Regions from separate parts of the Mus musculus genome. Here all the other regions are linked to region 2. A link is a contact called in public ChIA-PET and HiChIP or PLAC-seq data. All regions are on one chromosome and are shown on one strand. Each heading gives the region's core, a stretch centred on a gene start, on an enhancer-like site or on the middle of the called end of the contact. The rest is flanking DNA. Distances are from core to core; before and after follow the strand shown.

What was found. ChIA-PET counts read pairs in DNA pulled down with a chosen protein or histone mark. HiChIP or PLAC-seq counts read pairs in DNA pulled down with a chosen protein or histone mark.
Region 1: an H3K27ac HiChIP or PLAC-seq map of extraembryonic endoderm stem cells shows a contact between it and region 2. The contact joins the enhancer-like site here to the promoter of Mir22hg in region 2. A contact is called at or near these places in 4 of 39 promoter capture datasets (the C10 cell line, the HPC-7 cell line, liver and 1 more), 1 of 484 Hi-C or Micro-C datasets (natural killer cells), 5 of 115 datasets of contacts at active chromatin or transcription factors (bone marrow-derived macrophages, embryonic stem cells, extraembryonic endoderm stem cells and 2 more) and 3 of 9 other capture datasets (adipose tissue, liver and pancreatic islet).
Region 3: an RNA polymerase II ChIA-PET map of effector CD8 T cells shows a contact between it and region 2, with 32 read pairs. The contact joins the enhancer-like site here to the promoter of Mir22hg in region 2. A contact is called at or near these places in 3 of 484 Hi-C or Micro-C datasets (CD4 T cells, the N1E-115 cell line and regulatory T cells), 7 of 115 datasets of contacts at active chromatin or transcription factors (the SCID.adh cell line, bone marrow-derived macrophages, effector CD8 T cells and 4 more) and 1 of 9 other capture datasets (liver).
Region 4: a contact with region 2 is called in an H3K4me3 HiChIP or PLAC-seq map of bone marrow-derived macrophages, with 3 times the contacts expected there. The contact joins the enhancer-like site here to the promoter of Mir22hg in region 2. A contact is called at or near these places in 1 of 39 promoter capture datasets (cranial neural crest), 7 of 115 datasets of contacts at active chromatin or transcription factors (the 230-238 cell line, bone marrow-derived macrophages, effector CD8 T cells and 4 more) and 1 of 9 other capture datasets (adipose tissue).

What each region holds. Positions count from the first base shown.
Region 1 is chr11:75,604,175-75,606,874 of GRCm38.p6, reverse strand. All of the region lies in intron 4 of Pitpna (phosphatidylinositol transfer protein, alpha), which reads right to left. Among named protein-coding and RNA genes, the nearest start is that of 4931413K12Rik, 11 kb to the right of the region's middle. Within about 2 kb of position 1,279, at least 49 of the 459 cell types and tissues checked have an H3K27ac peak or open chromatin away from gene starts, as enhancers often do. A contact at or near this core is called in embryonic stem cells, extraembryonic endoderm stem cells, pancreatic cancer cells and 1 more, where this site is marked.
Region 2 is chr11:75,460,116-75,462,815 of GRCm38.p6, reverse strand. Mir22hg (Mir22 host gene (non-protein coding)) reads right to left here and starts at 1,277. Exons shown (of 3, transcript NR_030711.1): 1 at 1,061-1,277.
Region 3 is chr11:75,281,540-75,284,239 of GRCm38.p6, reverse strand. It overlaps a transcript of Gm35117 not described here. Among named protein-coding and RNA genes, the nearest start is that of Gm35117, 8.7 kb to the right of the region's middle. Within about 2 kb of position 1,314, at least 63 of the 459 cell types and tissues checked have an H3K27ac peak or open chromatin away from gene starts, as enhancers often do. A contact at or near this core is called in the N1E-115 cell line, the SCID.adh cell line, effector CD8 T cells and 1 more, where this site is marked.
Region 4 is chr11:75,230,557-75,233,256 of GRCm38.p6, reverse strand. The region is part of intron 1 of Rtn4rl1 (reticulon 4 receptor-like 1); the gene reads right to left. Among named protein-coding and RNA genes, the nearest start is that of Gm35169, 14 kb to the left of the region's middle. Within about 2 kb of position 1,281, at least 17 of the 459 cell types and tissues checked have an H3K27ac peak or open chromatin away from gene starts, as enhancers often do. A contact at or near this core is called in bone marrow-derived macrophages, where this site is marked.

The sequences.
Region 1 (2,700 bases), core at 30-2,529, 140 kb before region 2:
CACCGGGTCTCTGAACCCATGAGGGTGAGGACCCTGGTCTTGGCCTTTAGTGTTGTCTCTGGTGACTAACTTCCCAGAAATTTTCTCCAACCCTACATTCCCTTCCAAACATCTCTGTATCCATAGCAACCACACAGGGCTTTCCTAACAAGACTAACAATGTACTTTATCTTAGAGAGGGTTTTTTGAGATGGTCTTGCTGTGTACCCAAGGCTAGTCTTGAAGTTGTGACTCTCCTGCCTCAGCTTTCTAAATGCTAAGTTATAAGCAATCACCACCATACCCAATCTCTTTTTTTTTTTTTTTTAGATTTATTTATTTACTATATGTAAGTACACTGTAGCTGTCTTCAGACACTCCAGAAGAGGGCATCAGATCTTGTTACAGATGGTTGTGAGCCACCATGTGGTTGCTGGGATCTGAACTCCTGACCTTTGGAAGAGCAGTCGGGTGCTGTTACCCACTGAGCCATCTCACCAGCCCCGCCCAATCTCTTAATATGGTATTCTGAAACCCTGACTTAGTGGTACTGTCCCAGCTGAGGGCTAAGGATTGAGGGAGGAGACAAGGAACCAAATATTTCTCCTCTTCCTATTTTCATTTATCAGTCTGCCCTGTCAGCTTCAGGAGAGAAGAGAAATGAAGTAAGAGAACAGAAAAACTTCATGATGAACAGAGCTTATCAAATCTGCTTCACTGCTCCCAGAATAAAGTGGAGCCTTCCAAAGGCAGGGGTGGGAGAGCCCACACGCTTATCCACCTCTCCTCAACTTTAGACGGACTAGGGCCTGGCTAAAGTGCTGCCAGCACTGGTGACCCCCAGGGAAGGCCAGCAAGGAGCCTTCCATATCTGTTCTCTCTTACGTAAAAGGAGGTAAGGGACGAGCAGCCCAGGACCCAGCGTGGTCCTCTGCACCAGTGGGTTCCACTCGGAAACTGGCAGCTACTAAGAAGGTAGCCTTCCCTCCCACACCCACTGCCACCTCCTCTTCATGGAGGACTTAGAAATTATAGTTTTCTTTCTTTTGCCAGGAATCGATGTGAGCGCTAACATTCACTGTGTAGAAGGCTGCCATGCCAGCTGCAGCAATCCTCCCAAGAGTTACAGAGCAGACAGTGGCGTCCCTCACTTGGCACAAGTGGGGCACCCAGAACCCCATGCTAAGCTTGCCTCAACCTGACTAAGGTTCTTATAGCTCATGCTCAATAGGACTCTTAGGCATGGAGGAATGCCACCTTTGTCCCTATACTAGACACACCCTGCCACAGTCACTGTCTCTGTTCCTCCCTTATTTGCAGTGGTAGAGAGCAAACCCAGGGCCTTGGGCTAGGTAAGCTCTCTACCACTCAACTACGAGGGAGGAATGAGGACAGGAAGGGGTGTGGCTAAAGCAGAGTCTTTACACAGACCAAGCTTAAACTTAACAGAATCCCAGCTGTTTCCCAGGTCATAGGATTGCAGGAGTGTACCACCACACCTGGCTCTTGCACACTTCTTTTCAAAACAGGAAGACAGCTCAGCATGGTGCTGCAGGCCTGTTATTTAAGTACTTACAAGGTACAAAGCCAGGAGGATCAGGAGTTCAAAACCAGTCCCAAGCTATAAGGCCAGCCTGGGCTACAGACACACAGAGCAGGTAACAGCTTCCTGTCCACTGTATAAGTAGTAGTAAAATTTGCATTTTCAGTTATAGCAATAAACCTATCAATAGCCTAGGTCCCATCATTATGTATCTCCTGATACAAGGTCCTTGAAGTTGTTAGTGGAAGACTGGAGAGAGCAATGACTTCAGTCATTCCCAAAGTCCACAAGATAAGGACACACTTGGGTCACATAAGGATCACATGCCTATCAAATACAATCTAGGGAATGACTCGGTACAGTTGAGCAGAGGCAGGTGGGACCAGAGCCGGACTGACTGTGCCAACAAACGAAGGCTACCAAGAGGAAGGAACACCGACCTTGGAGGTGGGTTCAGTGGCCATCTAGGGCTTCCTCACATGTGAGTCAGTGCCAGCACCGATTTTTGTTTTTTTTGGTTTTTTTGGAAGACCAAAAATAAAAAAGGATTCCTGTGTATTACCAGTGCATCTCCTCTCACACACTGCATCTCTGAATTATAACACCTAACAGAATGAACACTGTTATACTCTATTGTTCAGACTTTTTTGTATTTTGTTTTGAAGTTGAATTTTTATTTTTATCTTTTAAAGACAGTTCTCCTTATGTAGCCCTGGCTAGGCTTGAACTCCCTATATAGACCAGGATAGCCTCAAACACACAAAGATCCACCTGCCTCCCTCTCACAAGTGCTAGGATCAAAGGCTTGGACGACCAAGCCCAGTGTGTCTCCCAAATATTTTTGATCTGAGTTTATAGAGTTTGTGGATGTGGAGCCCACAGATACAGTTGGCCAGCTATGCATTCACATGATGGTGAATTCACACTTATGCTGCTACTGTAAATATTAAGAAGCTTTAGGGGTGCTGGAGAGAGGGCTCAGTGGTTAGGGTCACTCACTGCAATTGCAGAGGAACAGAATTCAGTTCCCAGCATCCACAAAGCAGTTCATAGCCTTTTGTGACTCCAGTTCTGGGGATGCAATGCCTTCTTTTAGCCTCTGTAGGCATCAGAAGCACACATGGTACAAATACATACATGGAGGCAAAGTCATGTATACATTTTTTAAAAATCTGTAA
Region 2 (2,700 bases), core at 28-2,527:
GTCTCTGTCCACTTCTCTCTGCCCAGGATAGCTCTGTTCAGGCCACAGGGTTCACTGGCTGCTGAGAGTTTGTGCCAAGCAGGTGCCCTTGGCTGCGGGGCGGGGTGGGCCCAGGGCACTGACCCTCTGACCAGCTGCTCCATCAACTCTCTGGCACCATGACAGCTTCTAGCCTACTCTAACAGCCAGGGTGACAGGCCAAATGAGTTGGAGACTGAAACTAGGGCCAGAGGGAGGTGGGAACGTTAGCCTAACCGGAGGCCGTGGGGAGGGGCCAAGAGTTGGCCAGGAGGTGGGGAGAGAGGGAGCCCAGCGATGACTAACCCAGGCGCCCCACCCAGCCAGCCGGCTTCCCAGGCAGTCAGGCCAAGCCCGGGCTAGGGGCCTCTCTACCGGACATACTAGGGGGGAGGTGCAAAGGTGACCTTCTCTCTGTCCAAGACAGCCAGTTAGGCTGGGAGGGGGGGTGCGGGTAGAGTTTCCAGGCACTCCTCCTGTCCGCCCCCCCAACCTCCGCCCAACCCGCGGTGAAACCCTAACCTTTGGGTTGCATAAGGCCTCCGCACCGCCGCCCCCTACTCCTTTCCCCTCCCCCCTTACATAACATCCCCGGGAGGGAACGAGAGGAGGGGCCGGACCGCCCAGCGACCCCTTCCCTGCCAGGGACTTGAACTGGCCCTGACCCAGTCAGCGCCGGTAGAGGCAATGCACCTCCGCACCCCTCGCTCGTCCAGATCCTCCCTAGGCTAAATGGTCAGCTCGGGCATCCTCAAACCAAAGGGCGTCGGGGTTAGACGCCCCCGGCCCTCTGGCCTCTCATATTCCTCCCCAGTTACTTCTCCAAACCTTCTGCCACGACTCCTGTCCGGGACTCTCTCTTTAAACGTCCAGACACACTACTCGGGAGAGTCCAGGCTCCTCTCCCAAGAGCGCCCCTGTCCCCGCCGCCCCCTCTCCCCTCCCCCAGAAGGGCAGGGTGTGGCCGTCAGGACCCTACTTTCCCCATCACCCGGTTACCGCGGTTCCCCCCGGGATGACCGGGTCCCCAGATCACACCCACCTGATGCTGGGTGCGGGGGTTGCTGTGGACAGAGGAGCAAAATCACTGCGACCTGTCCGCACGGCCGACCGCTCTGTCTCTTCCCAGCGCCCAGCACACACCGGCTCCAGTCTCCGATCAGCTGGCGGCGTCGTGACGCACGAGCTGCGAATGAACCACCCAGGGCCAATCACCGCCCATTGCTGGGCAACGTGACCACACCCACTCGGGGGCGCCAGCACCTCTGCTTACTCCCGCCCATTCAGGCGTCTGGGCTCTGATTGGCAAGGAGGCCACCCCCTTGCCTGGAGGAGCTTCTCTAAGCCACGCCTACCAACTAACCAACTGGCCAATGGCTGAAAAGGTGTGGCTAACCCTCGGCCTAGGCGACTTGCTTAGACCAGCTTTACGTCAAACTACAGTTTAAAGAGCAGAAGGAAGTATAGGCGTGTATTTTTGCAGTGCATTCCGGTCAATGAAGTTCTTACGGTGACACTCAGCTTCCCAGAATGCAGCGCGCTCTGTGAGTTGGCATTTTTAAACTGATCTCTGACTCGGTCGCGGGGAAGTCCTTAAAGGGCTACAGCCCCTCCTTCTTGGAACTTCTTTTAGCCTCAAAACTGATTCACAGGAGGCCTGAGCTAAGCGAAGGTGGAGCACGCGAAGCAACAGGAGTGAGTAGAACTAAAGATGGAAGCCAGCCACCGATGCAGCAGAACACCCGAAGTCTTTTTTTTTTTCCACAAATAGGACTTTTTTTTTTTCGGGGTATAGGGACCACTGTCACTCGCACGGCCCCAGTCTTCACTGGAGAGCTAGCTCGAGGTCTTCGGGGTATAGGGACAAATGTCACCCGCACAGGCCCAATCTTCACTGGAGGTCTAGTCTATCCCTCGTGGGTTTAGTGAAATCTTTTCTAGTGAATGTCTCGTCTTAGTCGCTGAAGAGCCCACGGCTTCTCAAGGGGCACGTTCTTAACAAAGGATTCGCCCTCACTTTTAGAGAGGAAGCGTCTTTTTAAAAATTAGGGGAAGATCTTTACCAAAGTAGTATCAACCAGAAACCCGGTTCTAAGATTAACACCCATTCAGTCCCGCCCTCCGAAACGCTTCTCTGACTCAGGCCTACTTAGGGAAGTGATTTCAAAGGTGGAGACCAATGAAGAGGCGGCTCCTTCCCTAGGGGCCAATCAGAGTCTGAAAGGCGGGGGATGGGCAAAAACCGAAATGAACCCAATGACTTGGCAAAAGCTGCTGAATTGCTTATTTAAAGGGACAAGACTGGGACCACCTCTTCACTCCCTCCCCACCCCCAAAGAGAAACTTGTGGCCTGGGGTTCTTGACTTTTGAGTCATTTCTAAGAGCATCTAAGCTTTCTAAGTGAGAGCATCTGAGACAAAGAAATGAGAGGGAAGCCTGAGATAGCCGCTTCTGTGTTAAATTAAGTATGGGCTCCACTAAGGTGACTGCTGGGCTTGCTTCAAATCCTGAGTTCAACGTTCAGAATATTGTGTCTTTAAGGAGACTTCCTGCCTTCCGCCCCAGTAACAGCTGATTGTTCGACCCCAGGGGACGAATCAGCCCTAACCACATCCTCCTTCTTACGTGTCTGTCCTTCTCCATCTCCTTTTTTCTGCCCTTCCCCCTCAACCCCGCCATGG
Region 3 (2,700 bases), core at 65-2,564, 180 kb after region 2:
CAGCTTCCCCAGGCCACAGGTTGCCTATAGCCCTGGAAGTTAGGAAAAGGGGCAGATTCTCCCTCAGAATTCCTTTCCTTCTTTCTTTCTTTCTTTCTTTCTTTCTTTCTTTCTTTTTTAATTAGGAATTTTCCTCGTTTACACTTTCTTTCTTTCTTTCTTTCTTTCTTTCTTTCTTTCTTATTTATTTATTTAATGTATATGAGTACATTGTATCTGTCTTCAGCGCACACCAGAAGAGGGCATCAGATCCCATTACAGATGGTTGTGAGCCACCATGTGGTTGAGAGTTGAACTCAGCACCTCTGTAAGAGCAGTCAGTGCTCTTAATTGCTGAGCCACCTCTCCAACCCAGAATTTTTTTCTTTAAAGTGTGTGTGTGTGTGTGTGTGTGTGTGTGTGTGTGTACGTATGTATGTATGTATGTATGTATGTATGTATGTATGTATGTATGTATGTATTAGAAGAGAGCTTTGGAGCTCAGAAGTCATAGTTAGTTGTAAGCTGCCCAACATGGCTGCTAGGAACAGAGCTCAGGTCTTCTGGAAGATCAGCAAGCATACTTAACTACCAGGCCATTTCTCTAGCCCTTCCCTTGGAGTTTTTAAATAGCATGTGTAACCTGCGGTCCATGAATGTGTCCCAGGGTAGCTATGGATGCAGCCCAACACATCTGCAGACCACAGCATCATGTCACAGTGTGAAAAGGTTGAACACCCAGGAACCAACCCTGCCACACACAACCTTGAGCTAGATTTCTAGTCTCAATGGCATGAATTTCTGTCTGTGGTTTTCCTCTACTCTGCTTATGACCATTTATCGGTGCAGCCATAGGAAACTCAGACAGCCTGTCCCTCTGCCATCTTGAATTCTCTCTGGTTGGGTCGACCAGGAGAGTCCATTGTATTTGCTGGCATTGGGACTCCTGCCTCCCAGATAGAACCCTCATCTCTTTACACAGTCCTTACACTCCTTTACCCTCAAATGCCTCCTGCTCTTGCCTTGCTTCTAGTCAGATACAACCACATTGTGTGTTTAGTGCCTGGGTTCCTATCACTCGTTCACATCTCAACAGCAGCACCAGGAACACAGGGCCATCTGCACAGGCCCCAGGTCCTACATGGAAAAGGCACACAACCCACAGGAAGGACATTTCCAAAAACCACCTTGAAAAGAGAGAGAGGCAGGAGGGGAGGAGGGATGCAGCCCAAGGCTCTCAGCCATTTTCTGCCAGCCGTGAATCTACTCTGTTTGGACCTGGATACAGCTGTTGTCATCCACTTCCCTCCGCATCTCACTCTGAGCCACAACAGCCAAGTACTGGTTGTCACGGGCAGTGAGTTGTCATGCTGAAAAACACTTTGATCAGAGTTGGCACCACACTCTGCTCTTGAAACAAAGTTTTTCTTTCGTTTGGGTGTTTTGATCTTGAAAGCACCGGGGAGATAAGCTGGCTGAGCCAGCGGTGACATACCTTCAGAGGCAAACTTGAGCCAACACTGTTTTTCAGGAGCAGATCAACCCAAGAGGGGTCTGGACCACGTGAGGGTGGGGGGAGTGGCAATGCTGGGTGACCCCGCCCTTCCCTCTGCGGGTTACAGACAGGAGAACAGCAGAGCTAAGGTAACGGTCCGGCTGTTCCGACTGAAGCTGACGCCCCAGGATTAGCATGGAAATAGAAGCATCATTCTTTAGGGAACCTCTGTTGACATCTCCCTCACACATCAATATTGGAGAATCAGGCCTGGCTTGTGCTCTAAGGACAGATGATCCATTCATTCATCCTGTCTCCTGGCAGGTGGCAACTCAAGAAGCTCTTGTGGCGGGCCCTGTTGTGCCGGGCCCTGTTGCCACAGGGTTATATGCGCGCGGACCGTCATGGATTCTCTCGGCCAGGTTTGGCCGCAGATCCGAACCTAATATGAACTTTTCTGGCTTTCTCTTTCATTCCTCTTTTTCTTATATTTCTTCCAACGTGATTTTCTGGGTAAGGGCAACAAGCCCTGTAAGCTGCTGCAAATGAAAGAGCTGTCAGGAAAGAAGTGGGGGGTGGGGAGTGAGGGCGGGGGCGGGGGTGGGGAGACCCAGAGCTGCCCAGCAGCAATTACCGGAAGGTGTGTCCCCACCCTCCCTCAGCTCAGCAGGTGAGCTCTACCCGTGCCAGCCTAATTGCCACCCGTCCACAGCCCTGCATGGTAACAAGGAACTGAAGCACCAGGACACTCTTTAAATGACGCAACATTTAAATAACATCCATTTACCTTTCACGCACCTATGCTTCGCTCCTTAATTACTAGCAGCGTCTGATTTCCTAGGAAGCCTTTTACCTACGGAATTCATTTCCTCAGCCTCCCCCATAGAGAGGCTGCAGCCCCCGGTGTACCGTGGTTTTCGGGTGACAGACCTCACGGGGCAGGAGGTCATGATCTGTAAGGAGGCCAGGGAGAGGCTGAGAGTGGGCTGCTGTCATCCTGGCAAGGCAGCGTGCTTGATGGAGTCCTCAGCAGCGGAGAGGGAGGGGGTGCTGCCGTGCCACGCAGGAAGCTGCGGCATGAAGTGTAAATATGATGATTGTTGTCTCTTTCACGGGAGGTAAATAAATCAGCTCCGTGTAGACTTGAGAGGTGGCTGGCGATGCTGTGTACTTACATGGCATCCCGAGTCTGGCCTCTTCAGCGTGCTTCAAGCGTTGATTCATTA
Region 4 (2,700 bases), core at 32-2,531, 230 kb after region 2:
TCCAGGAAAGCCTGGACTATAGAGAGAGACAGGGTGTCAAAAACAAAACAAAAATCCACACCAGGCTGTGTATGTAGCTTGGCTGGTGGGGGGCTTATCAAGCACACACAAAGCCCAGGTTTCAATCTCTAGCATAAAGCAGACGTGGCAGCACATACTTATAAGCATTTAGGAGGTGGAGGCAGGAGGATTGGAAGTTCTAGATTAGGGGCTGGAGAGATGGCTCAGAAGTTAAAAGTACTGACTGCTCTTCCAGAGGACCCAAGTTCCGTTTCTAGCACACATATGTGGCTTGTGGCTCATAAGTGACTTCTGTTCCAGGAGAATCCAGTGCCCCTTTCTGGCCTCTGCAGGCCCCAGGCACACATATGGTGCACAGACATACATGCAGACAAAACACTACCCATGCACATAAAACAAAAATTAATAAAAGAAGTTCTGGATTATTCTCAGCAGCTACACAAGTTTGAGGCCAGCCTGGAATGCATGAGCGTGTCTCAAACAGCAAAGTGAAAATAAATATAAACAAAAGATTAATTAGTGGGTTAGCTAATTACATAGGTTCCCTGGTGAGGGGTGGGGTGGATGGCTCCTCCTTCCCTAGCTGCTTTCTGGAGCCACTCCAGCTCCCTGGGAATCTTCCATCCAGGGCACAGACCAGAACTTACAAGGGCGAGTGATGAATCAGATTCTGTTTTGGTGATTTCTCTTTGTTAGCAGATAGGATGGTCCCGGGTCATCTCCTGCTGTCTCACCTGCATGGTGACTAACCAGAGCCCATCCTGAAAACTCTATTACGTCTTATCCTGACCATGCTTCCAGAAAGGAGACTCAAGATGCCAGAAAAGAGGCTGGAGAAACCTTTCAAGATAATAAGAGTAAAGCTTTGCAGTGCCGACCCCAGGGCCAGCTTTGTGCCCTGCACCACGCCTGTAGGACCCCAAACTCAAGAGCCCAGCAAGTGCTTGTCACCACCATTTTCTAGCCAGCAAACTCGAAGCCACAGGTGCCTGCAATCAGGAAGTGGCAACCCCACAGAGCTAGATCAAATCCTTTGTCTCAGCTTCTTGCTCCCAATAGTGTTTTTCTCGCCTGGCACATAGCTGCAACCCAACAAATACCAGGAGGAGGAAGAGGAGGAGGAAGGCAGGTAGATGGGCAGTCCACAGCCTCCACGCCCTCTAGCCTCCATCTCCCAGGGAATTTGTCCAAAGCCTGGCGGGGGAGTTTTGGGACAGCAGTTGTCTCAAATACATGGCCCTACTTTGGATGCCCTGTAGGGGGCGCTCACCTCCTCTTGCACAGAGGTGGATACAGCTCCCGGGGCAGCCCTGAAAGTAGATGAGTATAGCCAATAGTTGAGCGGGAGGAACGGGAAAGAGGGTATATTAACAGGAATCAGAGACAAACCTCAGGGAGAGGTCAGCACCAGGTCCCCTTTGTGAGCTCCTTGGGGGAGAGGCGGAGGGTGGGGGTGGGGATTTTCCACAGTTCTGTCTCAATCTCCAAACAGCCTGCAACCAGAAAACTGGGCAAACATCTAATGGGGATGACACAGTAAGCCCCGTGAGGCCATTTGGTGAGAGCTATACTGAGACCCCATGTACCCATAGAGTCTTTGTTCAGTAATGTCACGTTATAAAACGATTACATTGTTCTTCCCAAGGCCTTTTACCTAACTCAGGACTCATGGTTTACTAGGCTCTTTCATAAAAGCAACACACACACACACACACACACACACACACACACACATACACACACACACACACACACACATATTCACCACCACCACCACCACCCCACACGCGCACCATTTTTAGACTTCATGAAATCTGGATCTGGCCAAAATGCCCAGATCTGGAAATTCCTTTTCCAAATAGAGGCCCACACCCTCCCATTCCCTGGATGGTGGTTGTGAGCTCTGTTCTCTGGACAGAGCAGCAAGAATTGGGTTAGAATAAGGGTTGTCAGGAGACCCTAAAACCAAGGAAATCCAGATCATGTGTTTCAGCCAGGAGGTAAGAGGGCATGGGAGGCGGCTCCCCACCCCTGACAGTGGACCCTTTGAGAGCCTGAAGGCTGTGGTTTCTACAGTATACCTGCACTCAGAACAGAGTTCTAGGGCTCTATACTTCTTTGATTGACTTGAATTTGAGTCTCACTGTATAACCCTGGCTAACGTGGAACTTGCTGTGTAGACAAGGCTGTTCTTTGTTTGTTTGTTTGTTTCTTGAGACAGGGTTTCTCTGTGTAGCCCTGGCTGTCCTGGAACTCACTTTGTAGACCAGGATTGGCCTCGAACTCAGAAATCTGCCTGCCTCTGCCTCCCGAGTGCTGGGATTAAAGGCGTGCGCCACCATGCCCGGCTTGACGAGGCTGTTCTTAAACTCACAAAAATCTGCCTGCCTCCGTCTCCCAACTTCTGGGACTAAAGCCATCATATTTGGTTTATTTTAGTTGTTTTTTGGGTTTTTTGTTTGTTTGTTTGTTGGTTGGTTGGTTTTGACAAGGTCTCTTATAGCTTGGGCTGGCTATAAACTTGACATGTAGCCAAGGGTGACCTTAAACCCCTGGGCCTTGTGCCTTTACTTCCAAAGTACTGATGGTTAAGCATGTGCCGCCACACCCAGTAATGGTGTATCCCAGGCTGGTCCCTGATTCCTGTTTCTCAGTGTCTGCCTACTGTGTGCACCACCT